Regions from separate parts of the Sus scrofa genome. Here all the other regions are linked to region 1. The links are chromatin contacts, called in public Hi-C maps. All regions are on one chromosome and are shown on one strand. Each heading gives the region's core, a stretch centred on a gene start, on an enhancer-like site or on the middle of the called end of the contact. The rest is flanking DNA. Distances are from core to core; before and after follow the strand shown. Region 1 holds the start of NLK (serine/threonine-protein kinase NLK). Region 2 holds the start of VTN (vitronectin). Region 3 holds the start of TNFAIP1 (BTB/POZ domain-containing adapter for CUL3-mediated RhoA degradation protein 2).

Region 1 (4,480 bases), core at 1,196-3,695:
AGGCATATATTATTACCTTCATTTTCAGTTGAGGCAACTGAGACTCAGAAAAGTCTCATAGTCTCCGCAGACAACGGATGACTTAGTTAAATCACCTAAGTCATACAGCTCGTGAACCGCAGAGCTTGGGTTGGTACCCACTTCCCCAGCTCTCAGAAACGGATGCAACTCTTTATTGCCTTCACCTTTTAGACACTGTCCAAGGAACTGGGTATACAACACTGAGTGAGACAGACGAGTTTCAGACGTGTTAAACTTAGCAAACAATTAAAATACAGAGTTCTCAGTGCTATGCGGGAGGCAGTGCCATGGAGATAAATAGCAGAGGCACATGCTCTACAACAGGGTTAAGGAAAGCTTTCCAGGAAAGAAAAGAAAGAAAGAAAGAAAGGTAGGTGAAGACCTGAACCATAAGTTAGAGGAGTGGAGCAGCGAGTATTTGGAGCCGAATACACCCGTGAAGTTTTGGAAGCAACAAACCATTTGAGGAACTGAAAGAAACACAGAATGCTTGAAGTATAGGAGGTAGAGGTGAGAGATTAGGAAGGCGGGGGAACCAGATCCAGCTGGGCTATTTAGACTTAATGACTTTTTTTCAAGGGTAAGAGTATCGTCAGACCTGTATTTTTAAAAGATTGTAGTGCTTTCAGTAGATGGATTAGAGGAGAGCTAGCCTGTAGGCAGGGAGATGCCTTAATTAAAGATGCTAATGGCATACATTTGGGTAATACCATGGTGACTGGAGAGAAGGGTGTGTGTGGGTTTATAAGTGTTCAAAAGCCCTTAAGATTTGATTGATTAGAAGGGAAGGAGGAGTTCCTGTTGTGGCACAGCGGAATCGAATCTGACTAGTATCCTTGAGGATGCCAGTTTGATTCCTGGCCTCTGTCAGTGGGTTAAGGATCTGGCGTTGCTGTGAGCTGTGGTGTAGGTTGCACATGCTGCTCAGATCCCATGTTGCTGTGGCTGTGGCATAGGCCAGCGGCTTTAGCTCCCATTCGATCCCTAGCCTGGGAACTTCCACATACTGCAGGTGCAGACATTTAGAAAAAAGAAAAGAGGGAGTTCCCGTCATGGTTCAGTGGTTAACGAACCCGACTAGGAACCATGAGGCTGTGGGTTCAATCCCTGGCCTTGCTCAGTGGATTAAGGATCTGGTGTTGCCTTGAGCTGTGGTGTAAGGTTGCAGACACAGCTCCCATCCCGCGTTGCTGTGGCTCTGGTGTAGGCCGGTAGCTACGGCTCCGATTAGACCCCTAGCCTGGGAACCTCCATATGCCACAAGAGCGGCCCAAGAAATGGCAAAAGACAAAAAAAAAAAAAAAAAAAAAAAAAAATCAAAGACAATCTCCGGGGTTCTGAGTGCACAGTTTTAGTAAGGGTAAGATTCTGTATGCGTATTATTTCATATTTTTAAAGAAAGGTAAATTCAGGTAAGTAAATTTTGTGAAAGTGAAAGATGTTATTTTAGTTAAGATTTCAATAGCTAGAACTCATTGACTTAGAAAATATGGGAGAAATTAGTCTTTGTGGGTAATCATTTTTGTTTTAATTTGTATCAATAGCCTATAGTTCAATGAGCGTATATTCCTGAAAACTAGAAATAACATGTCTTTTTGCCGCTATGAGGATGAGACATGGAGAACCAGCTACTGGATATGAACTGTCAGTCTACTGAATTTCTTTTGTGCCTGTCTTGTTGAGTAACTTTGGTTGAGTTTCCTAACAAGCTCGACATCCCCTTTTGCTCCCCCTATTTCTCCACACCTGATTTCTTTAAAAGGGATAGTAGAGGGCTGCTATCAATGGACCAGAGACGATTTGGACTCCGCCTTCTTCGACTAGGTCCCGCCCCTTTCTTTAGACCACACCCATTTTCATCTTGCCACGCCCCCTGAGGAGGTCGTCGCTGATATGACAGCGAATTCTCCACAATCCTGACCTATAGGAGACCTGAAGGGTGGGACCGAGAGCAATTTTTTTTTTCATTTGTCATATCAAGTGTCTATCTGGCCCCAGTCTCAACCCACTTCCTCTCCAAGCCAAGGATTGGTTGCTCTGTTCTTGGTCCCCGGTTCACGATTGGTTCTTTCATTCCATCAGCTTTGGCAGGCGGGATTAGCACGCAGCTTCCTGCTCCTGCCAAAAAAATAAAAGAAGAAAAAGAAAAGAGGAGAGAGGCGAAAGAAAATGTCACGGAGATCTTTGGTGTTTAATTCGCTTTTGGCCTTGTCGGTCAGGCTAAACTCTTCCTTTTGATTGGTCTTTCGATCTGCCCATCCCAGGTCGGGGCGGGATTTCCCCAGGAGACCCACACCTTGTCGCCACTGGCCGAGCAGTGCGCCTGTCTGAATCTCCCGGCCCAGGATTGGAGGCGGATGCGGACAGGTGGGCGTGGATTGGCTAGGGCAGCCGGTCAGTGTGAGGCGGGGGCGGGGCCTCGGCGGCTGGTTGCGCGTGTCCGCCGCTGGCTCCGCTCTATCCGGCTTTGCTAGGGGAGGTGAGTCCGGCCGCGGCGGCACCAGCGGCTGAGGAGGCGGCGGCAGAGGAGAAAGCGGCGGTGGCGGCTAAGGAGAAAGCGGCCGCGGGACCGAAGCCGGGTGGGGGGGAGGGGGGGAGACGGAGCAGCCTTGAGCCCTACGGGGGCCGTCGCGCGGGGGGACCCACCCGCTCTCCCCCCCAACCCTCCTCAGCAGAAGCAGCCGGCGGCGGGGGCAGGAGTCAGCCCGCTTCCGACTGCACCCCGCCCGCCTCCCGGGGCTCCCATTCTTTGGCCCCAGGACCCCAACCTCCTCCCGGGGCGGTTCCCTCTGTCTGGGCGTCCGAGTGCTGCCCACCTCTCTTTCATTCCTCCCCGCACCTCCTTACCTTCACTTTGCCCCGGTTCTCTTTCTCCTCTCAGTCCTGCCCTGTCGCCTCCTCTGCTCACTCGGTCCCTCCTGCCTCCTTCCCTGGCTCTTTTCTGTTCGGGAAAGTTTAGTAGCCCCCCCCCTCCCCTCCAGTCAGGTCAGCCTGACGAGGAGTAGGGGGAGATGTAGGAAGGCCTGAGAGTTCGAGGGGGAAAGCTGGTTTCCCTGAACATTTCCCCCCATCCTTTCACTTTGGGGTGGTTGGAATTTTTTTCAGTTGCATTTTTGAGGAGGTGGTAGGTGTTTAGAAAAGGATGTGGGAATGGAAGGGGTAGATGAGTCAAGCCTCTTACAGGATTCCAAGGGTGGTGTGTTACCTGATCCTTTTCGTGTGTGGAGTTCGGGGGGTCGGGAGGTTTGGCCTTTATTCCCACAGTCAAAGTTGGAACCTCCCCCGAGTTAAGGATGGAGTTTTAGTACCCACTTGTGGCAGGAAACCTGGGGGGAAGGGGTCCCTTTTCCCTTTTTCTTTTCTTTTTCTTTTTTCTTTTTTATTTTTTTTGGGGGCAACCCACACTCTTCCACACACTCTCACCCCCAAATTGAACACCACGATCCGCTCACTTGTCTGGATTGACTGATGAAGACATAAAGCCAGTTCCGCTCCATGTTTTTGGAGGTGGAGTGAGTGGGTTCTTTTCTTCATTTTTAAATGGCCAAATGACAGCTTGACCCAGTTTGCTTTCCAATCAAAGGGCATTTTTTTTTTGAATGTCTCTTTGTGGCGCAAGAGCCAACGCAAAAATGATGGCGGCTTACAATGGCGGTACATCTGCGGCAGCAGCAGGGCACCACCACCACCATCACCACCACCTTCCACACCTCCCTCCTCCTCACCTTCACCACCACCACCACCCTCAGCACCATCTTCATCCCGGGTCGGCTGCTGCTGTCCACCCCGTACAGCAGCATACCTCGTCGGCAGCTGCGGCAGCCGCAGCAGCGGCCGCAGCTGCAGCCATGTTAAACCCTGGGCAACAACAGCCATATTTCCCATCACCGGCACCGGGTCAGGCTCCTGGACCAGCTGCAGCAGCCCCAGCTCAGGTACAGGCTGCCGCAGCTGCCACAGTTAAGGCGCACCATCATCAGCACTCGCATCATCCACAACAGCAGCTGGATATTGAGCCGGATAGACCTATTGGATATGGAGCCTTTGGTGTCGTCTGGTGAGTATCCCAAGAAAACCGCAACTTCGGGTTTCTTCTCCCAGCTGTCGTTGGGCAAGGCCTTTCTCCTGGTTTTCTTCTCGGTGTTGACCCAAGTAGAACAAGCTTCTTGGGTTGTTCCGCAGCTCAGCTGTAGGAAGCCACCCTTCCACACCTGGTAAAGAGGCCTAATGCATTGGCTGTGTAGGCTTAGGCCTTTGAGTCGTGGCCAACTTTGGTGGAGCACCCTCTGTTGAGTAACACACATAAGTTTGTTGTCTACCAAACTTATTGTGTAGAACCTAAGCAAGCCACGGAATGGAGGATCAATAAATAGATGAATGCATGGAATGCTTATGCCTACACAAATCTTGCTTGGCCATCTCTCATGTTTGACTCAGTTTGAATCGATTGCAACAAATA
Region 2 (4,480 bases), core at 610-3,109, 250 kb after region 1:
TTACTGCTGAGCCACAGCGAGAACTCCCACAGCCCCCTCCTTCGGCTGGCTGTGCCCTTGGCTGCACTAGGCAAAGTCCAAGGTGTGGGGTCCGGGTGGAGGCAAGCCTCCCCCAGAAAGATCAACAGAAGCAAAGTCTGGCCTGAGCAAACAGCTTTTGATCAATAGCTCCATAATCACAGTCCCTCGGGCTGGCCCTCCCCCTTCCCAGGGGATCTCAGTCCCCAGCAGGAAAAGCAAGAACTGGCCAGCCCTCCATACCAAAGGAATGGCTCCAGAAGAGAAGTCTGAAGATGTCCTCCCAGCTGTCCCGCTGCATCAGGGCAAAGTGTGCAAAGACGTCCGACGGGGAGCTGCCTTCGCACTCCTCTCGACTGGGCTGCTGCTGGAACACATACTCCCAGTACTGTTTCCCTGGGGAGGGGTGGCCATGAGCAAGACTGGAAAGCCCAGAGGCTGTGGAAGTTAGGAGCTCCTGGTCCGGGGTGGGGCATAATCCAAGGCCTGTCCCCAGGGGAAGCAAACCAACCCTCCCACCCACCCACTGAGTACCTTTGAAGAAGTAGACCCGCTCCCGGCCACTGTAGCTATGAGCCGGCAGGGCCAAGGCTGCATCCACATCGTCCGGAATACCCTTGAAGCCTTCAGAGATCTCGCGGGGGTAATTGGGGTCCAGGACACCATCATCAAAGCGCCAGTACTGACTACCCTAGGCGCAGGGAAGAAGAGAGTCAGGAGGCAGCTGGCTGTGGCGGAGGCAGAGTCCTCCACCCAAGGCAGCAGCCCTATTCCCAGGCTTGTTGCCCAAGACCTGGAGCCTTGGGCTTCTATGTCCCACAGAGCTCCAGCCAGGGACCACAGGCTGGGATCCAGCCTTCTGGCCCACTCAGGTCCTGGGCATAGTCGCCCTCAAGCCCCTGCTGAGATAGCCTTGACCCTGACCCACAGTCCCTGGGCTGGTACCTTGAAGAGGTAGGTCTTCCCCTGACAGTTGATGCGGGTGAAGGCGGCATCAATGGGGCCCTTGATGCCCCAGACATCTTGGATGAGCTTGGGGTACCCAGGCCTCACTGCCTTTTCATCCAGCTCATAGCAGTACAGCCCTAGAGGAAGGGAGGCCGTGTGAGGCAGGATGCTCCTGCGGCAGACCCTAGTCCCAAGGTCTGCCATTCCAGTCACCTCGGAAGGCAAAGACGGAACCGTTCTTGAGGTTGGTGAAGGCATCAAAGGGTTTCCCACTGCACAGCTCTTCCTCAGGACCCCTAGATCATCAGTCTGAGGCCCAGGTGGTGGGGCCTCTTCCTCAGGTTTCAGAACCGGAGTCTCTTCAGTCTTGGCCAGCAGGACAGGGATCCTTGGCTCTTCTTGGACGCTGGTGTTGTGTCTGGTCTCCTCGTGGTAGTCATAGGCCCTGTACTCATCATCTGGCTGAAGGAATACATCCCCGCGAGTCACTGCAGACAAGGAGGGGGGTGGTGAGTCTCCAGCTGCAGAGGGGACCCCAGGCCCGCCCAGCCCCTCTGAACGCACCTTGGGGCTTGCACTCGGCCACGTAGTCAGCGCAGCAGCTCTGGTAGTAAGAGCACAGCTCGTCACACTGACACTTCCTTTCGGCAATGAAGCCGTCTGTGCAGCGGCCCTTGCACGACTCTGTGGAGAGGGAGTATGACAGCTGGCACCGCCCAGGCCAGGCCACACTTACCCACCCTACATTGACCCAAATGGTCACCAATATCCATATCCTCCCGCACCTTGGTCAGCCAGAGCAACCCATGCCAGCAGGGCCAGCATCAGAAGGGGCCTCAGGGGTGCCATGGCAGCACCTCCGGCCTCACGTCTGGTAAACTAGGTTCTGATGCCTGAGGAAGGGACAGAGAGATGAGAGGTCATGGATGAGGGAACCAGAGAAGAGGAGTTGCCTTTTCTACTGCTCTGTTTGCTCAAGCTCCAGTCCAGCCCCCAGAGCCCTGACTCCAGAGGCTGCTGCAGCAAAGGATCACGGTCCTGGAACTCCAGGCCTGGGAGAGCTGTAAATAGAATCCTTGCCAGGCTCAAGGTCATCTCGGAAGAGGACTAGCTCAGTGAGTCTGAGGGACAGAAAGAAGTCCCACTCTGGCACTCACTGGCTGTGCACCTTGGGCACAAAGCTTTAGTTGCCTTAGTTCTCTTTTTGGTAAAATGAGATTAATCATATTTGCCTCATGGGGTGTCAGGACCTAAAGCAGACAATCTGCCCAGTGCCTGGAGGAGCCCCAACTTCATTCTCCATAAATGGCTATTGATTCATGATCTGTTTGATCAGGCACAGCCCTCGCAGGATGGTTCACCCACCCCTTGTGTATTTAGGGCATTGAAGGGGGGTGGGGGTAGGAGCTATGCTGGTAAACACCCTGGTGAAAATTTATTTTTATCATGAAAAGAACAAAGTTTCATTTCTGGGTTCAGGTCTCTAGAGCATTGATTTCCAGAGGCTGGTCTTCACAGCACAGTGAGTTGGTGAATATTAACCCTTCGGACTGGCTGTGATTCCTGAGTCTTCCACTGATTTACTGCTCCTCAGCTGGCTATTCCCTGTCTCCATCCTCATCTTCCCCATCCATGAAGGGTGGCCCAGTTCCCCACATTTATTTTCTTTTCTGGGCACCCCATGGGCATAAGGAGTTTCCCCAGGCCGGGGATCAGATCCAAGCTGCAGTTGCAATCTATGCTGCAGCTGCAGCAATCCTGGATCCTTTAACCAATGTGCCAGGCTGGGGATCGAACCTGTGTCCTGGTGCTGCAGAGATGCGAGCTGCTTGTGCCACAGCAGGCACTCTTCCCCACACTTTTAGACTCCAGTGAGTAGGATCCCCCTACTCAGAAAATGCTCACTGGCACAAAATGCCTGATTTGGGGCCCACTTTTCGGAGTCCAAGGCCTCCTGAAGTCCTCCTCCTACCTGGAGCAAGTGATCTTTGGCGATTCTGCTGATTGCTTTCTTTTCTATAATGAGAGGGGAGAGTGACTTTGGACAATCGTTTCTATATGGACCTCAGTCTGTTAAAAGGCAGCACAAATTCCTACCTCATAGGCGCGTTGTAAGTCTTAATTGAGAAACAGGCATAAAGGGTTTCAAGAATTGCTGTTATGATAGCATTAGTAGGACAAGAGCACACCCAACCGTGCTGCCCTCACATTCCAGTGTCATTCCAGTGTCTCCAGTATAAAACCGAGGCAGTCCTCTCGCCCTCCTCCCTTTCCTCTGCATCCAGTGGAGGGGGCCCGGGGACCGGGCTCCGGGAGCCGGTCAGGGTGTGGGCACGGCTGGGGAAGTTTTAGCGTGAGGCTACGCCGGCGGCAGGGGAGGAGCCCCGCGTGACCGAGAGGCGGGGCGTGGGCTCCGGGTCCCTGGCTTCTCAGGGGCGGGGCTGCTGCAGAGCATCTCCGCGAACCCGGCCGGAACTGGAGCGCTCTTTGTTTGGCTTGCTGCCTCCTAGACCCTCCGGCGCCTAGGTTCATTCCTCCCGCCTCTCTGCTCTCTCCTCCTGCTTGCCTCCTTCATCCGGGCCTGCAATTCCCTTCTCTAACCTCTTCGTTCCAGATCCTGCCCTCACATTTCTGGTCAGCGCCCTTGCCTGGCACCCCTCTCTCCACCCTCCCTCCTGCATCTTCTTCCCTCGGGTCCCCTCTGGGGTCTTCTTTTTCCCAAGGTCTGGGTCGCTCCGCCCTCCGCCCCCCGCCCCAGGCCGGGGATGTGCCCTGCAGCCCCGCGCCCATGGTCCTGACGATACTGTTCTCTGCCTACAAGTTGTGCCGCTTCTTCGCCATGTCCAGCCCAAGACCAGGCGCTGAGCGACTAGCGGTGCCCGGGCCGGACGGGGGGGCGGCGCCGGTCCGTGGTGGACCGCGGGCGGTCGTGGGCCCCGCGAGGTGTCACCCGGGGTGGGTGCCGAGGTGCAGGGCGCCCTGGAGCGCGCGCTGCCTGAGCTGCAGCAGGCGCTGTCGGCGCTGAAGCAGGCGGGCGGCGGGCGGGCCGTGGGCGCCGGCCTGGCTGAGGTCTTCCAGCTGGTGGAGGAAGCCTGGCTGCTGCCAGCCATGGGCCGCGAGGTAGCCCAGGGTCTGTGCGACGCCATCCGCCTGGAGGGCGGCTTGGACCTGCTGCTGAGGCTGCTCCAGGCGCCGGAGCTGGAGACGCGTGTGCAGGCCGCCGCCTGCTGGAGCAGATCCTGGTGGCTGAGAACCGGTGAGAGGACCGGGCTGGGGGCGGGGGGTGTGGGCGCGCTGCGTGATGTGTCGCAGCAAGGGTGTGCCTGGGTCTCCTGCGTGCCTCGCACTATCCCCTGTTAGGGACCAGCGTATCATTTTACAGATGAGGAAGCTGAGGCTTGGGAAAGTTTAGTGACTTGCCCAAGTGTCACACAATGAACTAGTGGGGCAGCCGGGATTCTCCCCAGTGAGGCGAGGAATGAGACAGGGAGGGGAGGAACGGAGCAGTAGAACA
Region 3 (4,480 bases), core at 847-3,346, 210 kb after region 1:
CCTCTGGACAGACGGTCCAATCACAAACTGTGATCATGGTATGAGGAAAAGCACATGTTGCTATGTGAAGCCATAGCAGGAGGACATAATTCATATGTAAACAAAATTACATAAAAATTTATACACAAAATTCTTCTAAAATGTGACATTTGGGAGTTCCTGTTGTGGCTCAGCGGGTTAAGAACCTGACGTTGTCTCTGTGAGGTTGCAGGTTCGACCCCTGGCCTTGCTCAGTGAGTTAAGGATCCCCAGCAATGGGATCACAGATGCAGCCTGGATCCCATGTTGCCATGGCTGCAGGCATAGGCCTCAGCTGCAGCTCGGATTCCACCCCTAGCTCTGGGAACTTCCATATGTCACAGGTGCAGCCATAGAAAGAAAAGAAGTGACACTTAAAATGAGACCTAAAGGATGTTCAAAAGCTTGCCAACTGAAGCAAGGAGGAGGTATTCCAGGCAGAAGGGAAAGCTTGTGTGAAGACTGGAAGACTCTGAGGCTGTAAAAAATTTAACGTGTTCCACAAGCTGAAAGGCTAGTATGGTTGAAACACTGAGCAAGGGGGAGAGAATGAGATGGGGCAAGATGGGGAGGCTAGCACTGGATGATGAAGGGCTCTGAAAGCTGCGGTATTGAGCCTACATTTTCTCATAAAGGTAGCCAGAGGATTCTAAGCAGACTGGCATCATCAAATGTGGCTATTTTGGAGATCAATGACCCAGGATGGAGAACGAGCTGGGGGGGAAAAGAGATGGGGCTACTCCTATTTGTTCATCACTGCTACCCTAGCATCTAGCATAGTGCCTGCATAGAACTTGCACTCAGCAAATGTTTGTGGTATGAATGACTGCTAAAACAGAGCAGGCTAGGAGTTCCCATTGTGGCGCAGCAGAAACCAATCTGACTAGGAACCATGAGGTTGAGGGTTAGATCCCTGGCCCCTCTCATTGGGTTAAGGATCCCACGTGTTGAGGTGAGCTGTGGTGTAGGTGGCAGATCCGATCTGGTGTGGCTGTGGTGTAGGCCGGCAGCTGTAGCTTCGATTCAGCCCCTAGCCTGGGAATCTCCATATGCGGCGAGTGCGGCCCTAAAAAGAGGCAAGAAAAACAAAAACACCAGAGCAGGCTATTACAGTAACCAAGGCTTGGAGCTGAAGGAAAGTGTTCCGAATTGTTTGGTAAAGTCGAGTTGATAGGACTTAGTAAAGGATGAATGAAAGTAGGGGTTTGGAGAGGAGTGAAGGAGAGTCAGGTAAGATTCCCATGCATCTGGCTTGAGCCAGATGTATGGTTGGAAGGGATGGTTGAATGAGATGGATCGGGCCTGAAGAAGTGGAGAGAGAGGGTTCGCAGCCGACTACCGGATTCTCTCCCAACTCCCACCGCACGCTCATCTGAGGAACACTGGGTATAAAGGCCGAATTGAGTTCCCTGAAGATGAGAAGGACGTCGCGCTCTCGTCCCCCCACCATCCCCACCACCACCCTGGCTCTGGCTCTACGCTGGCCGCTACCTCCACCCGCGCGGTGTGGAGAAAGTTAGGAAAAGCTGGGTGATGGGGCTGGTTGTCTTCACTACGTAAACTCCTTGAACTTATCTGAGCCGCAGTTTCCTCCTAGGAGGGTTGCGAGCGTCAGAGCGAAAAGCTCGAGGCCCAAGCCCGGGTAAAACCGCTCCCAGAGTCGGGAGGAATTCCCACATTTCTTTCGCCCTGGGACTGCTTTTCCTCGGGGCGCGGGCCTGTCAGGCTCTTCCTGCCCCGGGCCCATCCCCGACCCGAAGTCACAGCCTACCTGTCCACCCCGCAGCGGCAGCGCCTGCGGCTCAGGCTGAGGTCCGCAGGCAACTCCCCTCTCGCGTCAGGGCAGCCGGTACCCAGCCAGCCAGCTTGCCTCAGCCGCTGCCACGGCTACAAGACCTGTTTACGCCTAACGTCACTTCCGGGCACAGGAAGCACTTACACCCATCCAGCTGGCAGAGCATGCTGGGAGACAGAGGCCTGGGAAGAGGGATGGCTGCCTACAAGACCCAGAGGTCTTTGCGCCGGAAAGTCGGCCTGAAGTAGGTGTACGCTCGCTGCGGAATACTCTTGGGGGCTCCTCCCTCCGCCCTGATTGGGTGCTATGTCTGCCCGGCCTCACAGTCTCAGGCCCTGGCCGCCTGGGGGCGGAGTCCGGGGGTGGTGAATGTGAGTTTACCGCCCGAGATTGCTGGCGGGCAAGCGGTGGTCTAGGGGCGGCGCGGTGTCGACTTGCAACCCAGCTGAGAGGAGAAGCGCCACCAGGGAGGGTGAGAGCCGAGTCTGCCCATGCCCTAGGGGAAGGGATGGACGGGTCCTGGGCTGAGCCAAGAGAACCCTACCCGGTCCTGGGGAAAAGGCGTGGGACGGCGAAGGGAGGTGGAGATCTCAAATCCTTTGGGTGGGTGTTAGAGCCGGTCTCGGTTTCTCGGTGGTGAGGCGGGGTACGGGTTGAGGAAGACTCTACAGTGGCCACAGAGAGGTTGAGTCTCGCTAAATTTCCCCAAACCCTTTGGCTGAAGCATGAGATTTACACGCTTGGATTTACACCCTTGGATTTCTGCTAGATTCCCCCCTCTGTAGGGGATCGGCTCCTCCTCTCGCCATGCTCCGTGTGATGGGTTTCTCGGACCTTCTTTCCTTAGGACCCCACTTCTATCACCGCCTTGTTTGTTTGGCCTTTATTCGGCTTGGGTTCCCATTAGCTTCACCGAGCGTGACACGGATACGCCCCTAGCATCCCCAAATACCCACACACAAAGTCCGGAAGGAAGAGCACTGAGGCTCTCAGTGGAAACTTCATTCTCACTGGAATTACTTTCTGGGGCGTCACCTGCCACAGGATTCCAGGAACCCATTGGCCTGGGCGGAATCTGAGCGGGTGGAATCTGGGCTGATGTCATCCATGGGCTCAAAGCAATTGCTTTGTAGGAAAAAGAAGAGATTAGCTTGGATTTGTCTTCCTCTGTTGGCAGCCGCTGTTAAGGGGTGGATTTATTCCTTTGGGGTGGGCGGAGGAAGGTAAGGTGACCTCATACCATTCAGGTTTACTTACTGATTGGGCAATCCGCTGGTGGGGGCTCATCTCATCCCTACTGAACCAGCCACCAGAGGAATTCGGCATTTCATACAGCACCTGCTCTGGCGCTTCCTTGGACTCTCTTCACAGGGACCTACCTAAATCTTTTCAGGGACAATTTCAGTCTAACACACTGACATATTAAATACTTCAGAATGTGCATAGCATTCTGCTAAGCACATTTCTGGGTTAGACTTAGAGGAGATGATGATGAAGTCATTTCACTTTTTTTTTTCTGACTCCATCACCACCACTGTAGTCCAGGTCTTCATCCTCTCTTGCCAACTCTTCCTCCGTCTGCACCCTACAATCCATTCTCCTCACAGCAGCAGAATGATCGCAGATTCTGTCACTCCCCAGCTCTAAACCCTACACTCAATGCCACTGCAATTAGTATAAAACCCAAACTCTCCAATATGATCCAGCCCATTTGCCCCTTCTTGCTGTGCACCAGCCATCTTGCCCTTATTTCTGTTACTAAAACTTGTGTCTGAGGAGCTTTGCACTTACTATTCTGTAAGAGCATCTCTCTGGAATGCTCTTTCAGACCTCAGCTGGAACGTCACCTACCCTAAGATGCTTTCCCTGATTCCCCATCTAAATTAGTGCCTCTCTGTAGTCACTCTCTTATCTCTGTTTTATTGTCTTTATTACATTTCTCACCTTCTGGAATTACCTGCTCATTTATTTATTTTCTTGTTTGTTGCCTGTTTCTTCCCACTAGAACGTAAACTCCCAGAGGCTGTGACTTGTTTGTTCACTTCTGTATCCCAGGCACCCAGCACAAAGCAGGAGCATAATAAATGCTAATTCTTATTAGTTTTATTCTTGGTAACATTATCATGCTTCTTTGAACTTCCTGAAGGCAAGGACAATATCTTTTCATCTCTCTCTCCCCACTACTTAACCTCGAAGGCACACGATATTGTTTTATTGCCAAATGAATTAAATGAGCTGATATATATTAAATGCTTAGAATAGTACCTGGAACATAGTAAACACGCAGAGAATGTTGGCTGTTTTTTTTTCTTTCAGTGAATGAATTTTAGTGTTACTTTAGAAAACCAGGACATATGATGTAGAATCCAGATCGCGAGGGGTGACCTGGGTTTGCCCTCCTCTGCTTTCCTCCCGCCTCCCTCCTATGAACTCCTCTTAACATTTCAGTTTTCAAATCACCTACTGTATTTCAAGTTATCGTCTGGCCTTTTCTAGCCCTTTCTCCCCATTCTTGTTGGGCAGGAAGAGAGAGGGCTGGGGCCCCCCCCTTAGGAAAAAGAACCAAAAATAGCTATCCTGTCGTTGTTCTAGCCTGAAAAATGGTTTCAATTTCAGGAACTGGGGACAGGGCTGATGCCAAAAAAAAAAGGGGGAAGATCAGGAAAC

Evidence for each region. Hi-C and Micro-C count contacts between places; a contact is called where the count stands out from the background.
Region 2: a Hi-C map of liver shows a contact between it and region 1, with 6 times the contacts expected there. The contact joins the promoter of VTN here to the promoter of NLK in region 1. A contact is called at or near these places in 1 of 5 promoter capture datasets (liver) and 2 of 47 Hi-C or Micro-C datasets (heart right ventricle and liver).
Region 3: a contact with region 1 is called in a Hi-C map of heart right ventricle, with 3 times the contacts expected there. The contact joins the promoter of TNFAIP1 here to the promoter of NLK in region 1. A contact is called at or near these places in 1 of 5 promoter capture datasets (fetal liver) and 2 of 47 Hi-C or Micro-C datasets (heart right ventricle and liver).

What each region holds. Positions count from the first base shown.
Region 1 is chr12:44,400,545-44,405,024 of Sscrofa11.1, forward strand. NLK (serine/threonine-protein kinase NLK) reads left to right here and starts at 2,446. Exons shown (of 11, transcript XM_021067474.1): 1 at 2,446-4,078. The coding sequence starts at 3,621.
Region 2 is chr12:44,652,057-44,656,536 of Sscrofa11.1, forward strand. VTN (vitronectin) reads right to left here and starts at 1,860. Exons shown (of 9, transcript NM_214104.1): 1 at 1,752-1,860; 2 at 1,531-1,650; 3 at 1,259-1,454; 4 at 1,180-1,256; 5 at 964-1,103; 6 at 553-709; 7 at 262-414. The coding sequence starts at 1,815. It overlaps SARM1 (sterile alpha and TIR motif-containing protein 1), which reads left to right and starts at 2,308. Exons shown (of 12, transcript XM_003360057.4): 1 at 2,308-3,854; 2 at 3,857-4,183; 3 at 4,186-4,222. The coding sequence starts at 3,755.
Region 3 is chr12:44,614,744-44,619,223 of Sscrofa11.1, forward strand. It overlaps TNFAIP1 (BTB/POZ domain-containing adapter for CUL3-mediated RhoA degradation protein 2), which reads left to right and starts at 2,097. Exons shown (of 7, transcript XM_003483067.4): 1 at 2,097-2,285. IFT20 (intraflagellar transport protein 20 homolog) reads right to left here and starts at 1,940. Exons shown (of 7, transcript XM_003358167.5): 1 at 1,790-1,940.